Regions from separate parts of the Arachis hypogaea genome. Here region 1 is linked to region 2. A link is a contact called in public Hi-C data. All regions are on one chromosome and are shown on one strand. The core of a region is the stretch at or near the end of the contact, and the rest is flanking DNA. Distances in the headings are between cores, read along the strand shown.

What was found. Hi-C and Micro-C count contacts between places; a contact is called where the count stands out from the background.
Region 1: a Hi-C map of leaf shows a contact between it and region 2, with 3 times the contacts expected there. The contact joins the promoter of LOC112710175 here to the enhancer-like site in region 2. A contact is called at or near these places in 2 of 8 Hi-C or Micro-C datasets (leaf and an unstated tissue).

What each region holds. Positions count from the first base shown.
Region 1 is chr9:7,288,242-7,290,941 of arahy.Tifrunner.gnm2.J5K5, forward strand. LOC112710175 reads right to left here and starts at 1,288. Exons shown (of 3, transcript XR_003156737.3): 1 at 331-1,288.
Region 2 is chr9:7,182,207-7,184,960 of arahy.Tifrunner.gnm2.J5K5, forward strand. It overlaps LOC112710169 (disease resistance protein RML1B), which reads right to left. Exons shown (of 9, transcript XR_011865311.1): 8 at 2,593-2,754; 9 at 1,107-1,796. Among protein-coding and RNA genes, the nearest start is that of LOC112710169, 10 kb to the right of the region's middle. Within about 2 kb of position 1,360, at least 3 of the 3 cell types and tissues checked have open chromatin away from gene starts, as enhancers often do.

The DNA.
Region 1 (2,700 bases), core at 38-2,537, 110 kb after region 2:
CGTCCTGGAGGACATTGAAGTTGAAAATAGACCACAGATTCATTGGTCATATATGTCAACGTGTGGACTAAGCTAGCGCGTCGGATCCACGTGCAGCTACAATTCCCACGCACGATCTCGACGACAAGACCGTACCATAGGAATTGTTGACATATGCTATACCCTTAATGATGAAGAAAAAACATATCTGCTAATAGTAATAGAAGAAATCGGTAGGTTCAATCATAATCATATACATGGTAATATTGACATCCACAAAATAGAACAAAGAGAAATATTAGTATATGTGTAACCATAAAAGAAAGAAAAAAACAGAGAGCAAAAAAATACCGGTACTGCTGCAGCTTTGTCGGAGACAGATTGATCATCAAGATCATCAGATCCAAGTGGTGCGATAGTTCCAGTGCTCTTGAGGTCGTCGTTAACGACCATAACTGAATGATTCTGCGGTTGAAGGGTGAATACGAAGGGTACCAAAAAAAGTAGTACCGCTGTGAAGAGTAAACCGGCCGATACAAGCATCAAGTAGTGAACCACGTGGTTCACACGCGGACCTGCAACTGCCTCCAGCTCGGACGCGTTCTCAGCGACTTGCAGCGGTGAATCGACGCGCTCCAAGCGCTGCGGAGGAGGAGGAGAGGGTGAAGGATTTTTCTCAGGGAAGAGGAAGATACGCTTGACGTCGTCGGGTATGTTCGGATCGAACTCCCGCATCAGGTTGCGGAGGTCTCTGTCGTTGGTGACGCTGACGAGGGTTTCTAGGCCGTACCCTGGGATCTGGTACTCGAAGTAGGCCACGTCGGCAGTGCCGCTGTTGTCGGCGAGCTCGGCGATCAAGTCATTGAAATTGATGCTGCTGCGAACGCGGAGTTTCTTGTTTTTGCCGCCTTCGTACATGTGTTGGTTGGTTCCGTCGTGGAACTTGATCTGCCCACCGTAGCTGCATAAGAAAATCACTTCCGTCTCCATTTCTCTTTTATTTTTGTTAATCTCCGTTGAGTGTTGAGTTTCGAAGGTTTCGTTTAGGAAGGGTATATAAAGGCTGTCCGCTGTATCAAGTATCAACTATCAAACAAAAAACCCCGTCAGCAACCCCTTCTCCTCCCCTTTTTACTTTTTATTTTTATCACATTTTATAATTATTTTTGTTATCAATAAATTAAAAAACATGCTTCTGTCTAATCCGGAAGCATTTGGTGCCTTCTAATTGGTGGCTTGCTCCCTTCTAATTTTAATTTAATTTTTTTATTCCGAGATCTTTACTATTTAGTAGTTTTCTCCTTTTTAATTTGAATTTTAATATTTGTTATTCTTTGTTGGTCACCCGATCGAACTCATTGTTCTTCATGTTCACACTAGCAAACGACGCTTGCGAAGCTACAATGAAGGTTCTTAGTTCTTACTTCTCTCAGAGATGGCTAATTTATTCAAAGCTGTTGCTATACCACCTCTGCTCAGTTGCTATTTAGTTTATGAAAGAAGAATTTGAATCCTGTAATTGTTAACATTTATATTTTTTATTTTTTTTAGTTTTTTCTCTTTTAACTTCATTTATATACAATTTTATTAATTGATTGTTGGTTAAAAAAAATTAATTTCTTAACAAATTAAAATTAATATAGAGGGGGAACTGCTATTTCTTACTAACACTACTAGTAATCTAGTATATATGTGTGTGCTCTCCGATCCTCCTTGTACACACATGATAATCACATATTTTACAATCACAACACCAGTCTTTCATTCTTTACCTTCATCTTGCTAATCATTTCTTGCATATGTTGTGCTCTTTGTTTATGTGTGCTAGTCTCTACATAAACTAAGTTTAATTTTTATTTTAGTGTTCCCAAACATAGCTTAACATAATATAATCTATCTTTATTTTCTTAGAAATATTTAAATGGAGAAAAAAAAAAGGTTAGCCAGAGTCCAAAATGAATTGATGATGAAAGGATCCTATTCTGAGTTCTGCATGCATATATCATCTATGTTTTGTCATTCCTTACGTTATAATACCCTAAATTAGATCCCAATAAGTTTTAGCAGGACATTTTAACTTTTAACAAATTTTAATTGTCAAATTAATTTTTTATTTTTTATTTTATTAGATAAATCAATCTTTACATCAAAATTTTAGTAATTCTCATATAAATTTTTTTATATAGACGAATAATCTAATAGAAAAATTTATTTGTCTAACGAAATAAAAGTTTAAAAATTAACTTGATAATTAAAATTTATTGAAGAACAAAATCTCTAGTTTAAAATTTATTAGAAACTGAATTAATTTGAGGTATTCCTCTTTCTTTTATTTATATTCTTTATATATTCTCTAAATGTTTAAGTTAAACTAATTTGATAAATGTTTAAGTCACTAACCAGAATTGGCTTGAATTTAATAAATGGCTCAATTAATAAATAAACCGAAATTGTGTGTGTAAATATATGACTTCTAATAACTGGTCAAAGAGTAGAAGTTTCTTGTACAGTACATATTAATTATTTAAAAAAAAGAAAAAAAAAACAAATGAAGGGTGAGGTCGAACACAAAATTAAATGTCAACAAGTCTAGTCACCAAAAAACAAATGTCAACAAGTCTAATCTAATCCAGCTTTGCATCTAATATAAGAAAACAATAAAACAGAAAAGATGCACAAACTTGCTCTTCTACTGCTATCTTATGTGTGTACAAAAAAAAA
Region 2 (2,754 bases), core at 110-2,609:
GATGAGACTTTGTTGTTCTTGTTGTTTAATTATTTTGTTGGATAATCCTGATGAACGAGTTGAACTAGAAATTTTATTTTTAGAAGCAAGGTAGCTGACATTGTATATTTAGAGATGGGGAATTTTGGTGGTCCCTTTTGGGTGCTGCAATCCCTTTGGTTGTTGCAGGACAAGCTTTTAGGGTGAAGAAGAGGAATGCAGAGGAGCAGAGGCTGAAGAGCACGAGGGGAATCTGACCTTGATGCGTGTGCTGACGCTTGCGCTCGCACTGTTTGTGTTAACCAGCATCAGCTACCTAATTGGAATGACATATGCCTTAGGAGGTGCCAGAGTGAATGCCTGAAACTCTTATCTCAATCTTCCTAACTGATGGTTTGTCAGATTTAGTGCAATGAAAAAGTTTGTACATTGCATGTTTTTGTTTCATCATTTTAACTCTATAATCCCAGTTTTCTTGGGCAACCCTATAGAAATGCAAAATGGGAAATTAGTCAACTAGATCATAGTTCATTTATGATCAAATGCTTGTTTCTTTTGCTGCTCTATCTGTAATTTCTGATGGCATTCACACACGTTCAATGTTGCAGCATTATGTTATGATTGGCAACAAAGCAATTGTGTGTTTGTTTCTGTTTTTATAACTAAATGAGTTTCTGTATCATTTGTTTTTGTATTTCTGTCTCTAATAGTGTCCAAATGCAACTAAATCTGCATTCTTTTTTGTCTTTCACCTCTCTAAAAACTATCCAGCAATTGATGGCAGAAACCTTCTTTAACTGAAGACCAAGTAACTGTAAGAAGCTAAGATCAATAACAAGAAAAATACACCCAAAACCTAGAAAATAAGGACAACTTTACAAAAGAAACATGTCTTGTAAAATAAAAAAATTGAAATTTGAAAGTAACAATCCAACAGTTTTACTTAAGGCTTAAGAGTTCATCTATATCAAAGGTTTTTATAATTTGGAAGTGTATATTATTATTCTTTAATTAATAATATCACTTATCTATTATATTCTTATGAAATTATCCTCACAATGAAAAGCTTCGTCTATCATTATAGAAAATAAAATAACAAAAATAGAAAAAAATAGAAAAATCACACAATAAAAAAGTGACAATATCACTTTCTTTATCATTTTTGGACATATAAATTAGACATGTCCATATCCTTAGAGATTACGTATAGGGACATATTCATGATAAGTGTGAAGAATAAATTCCATGCTTTGTCATGATAGAAGCAAAATACCATGGAGTATGAAACTAGAACATTCAATTCCATAACACACTCATAAGCAAAGTAGAAGACATATAAGGCCATACAGATTACAGGAGTCCACCCACCATGACCCAAAAACAATAAACAAACAGCACAGCCTAGCTCTGTAAATCCAATTGGCCATCTCTCAAATTGGCCCCTTATATTGAATAAAAAAATAAAAAATTAGGCCCGTTATTCACTGTTTCCATTAGCCGGCTCCCCCCTCCAACCAACAAGGCAGACAAGCTTGCAGAGCTCTGCCAAACCTGTTTCCAGCAACCAACGGCTTCCCACTGTCAACATATCCTTTGATTTGTATGCACAGATCTGTACCGTATAACTGGCCTCAAATTATTAAAGTAGTTCCCTCAACATTTCCAAAGTATTTCAATTTTGTCCATCTAATTAAATTGTCAACCATTATTCAGCTCTCTCTTTCCAAATTTGACAGTGTCCTATCCACACACCATTGCCACCGCCACCACCACCATTGTGCGGTGGCGTGCACTTCTAGATAAAGCCAAGAGCAAATCTGGAGGGGGAAAAAGGTTAGAAAAGAAAAAAATTATACAAACATTTAAATAAATCACTAAACTTTCATGTGACTAACCTGAAATAAATAGTACCAAAAATAATTAATTTAATGATTTAGTTAAAAGATTTCTAAGGACAATAATATACTCTTTAAAATTTTTTATATATTCAATACATTAAAAATATCAAAAACTTCTCAACAGAAATCAAATATATGAAAAGCTTAAAATAGGTCCTTTTAAGTTATGTTTGGTTGGAGAAAAAATGGAAGAAAAATAGAAGGAATGAAAGAAAAATTGCAGATTTTTATGTGTAATTTATGAAGGGTGTTATACAACTTCTCTTCCTTTCCTTCTATTTTTCTTTCACTTATCTCCTATTTAGTAAGCATACAATTGTGATCCATAAGATAAAATTAAAAATAATAATATTATCATTAAGCATCAAATTTTTTTATTTTAGATTCATAAAACAGATAGAAATGTAATTCATTTAACTTTTTCTTAAACCAAATTATAGTATAATCCAAATGCACGATTACCCCCCCCCCCTTCCTTATAAAACATAGTAACGAACATATTTGGTTCAAAAAAACTTTTGTTTTTTCAATTTCAATTATGAAAAATCTAACAGTTTTATACCTTTTATTCTCATTTGTAAGATTTTGTCAAGGAATTCATGAAAGCAAGATTTTCTTTATGGAATTAGTCAATTAGAAATTAGCCTAAGGTAACAAGAGAAAGCAAGGTAAACATGAATGATAAAAATTCAAGAGAAAAAAAAAGACACTGTACACGAGTTTTAGCTGGGGCCCGGGAGCTTTCAACTCCAACCTCATGGTTCCATGTGCTATAAAATCCAGTATCCCAATGCCTTGCTTTTCATGTCCAACTCCAAAATAGTAGCGTCTATTCAGTTCTAAAATTGGAATCATTTAGTGGATAGACACCACACTC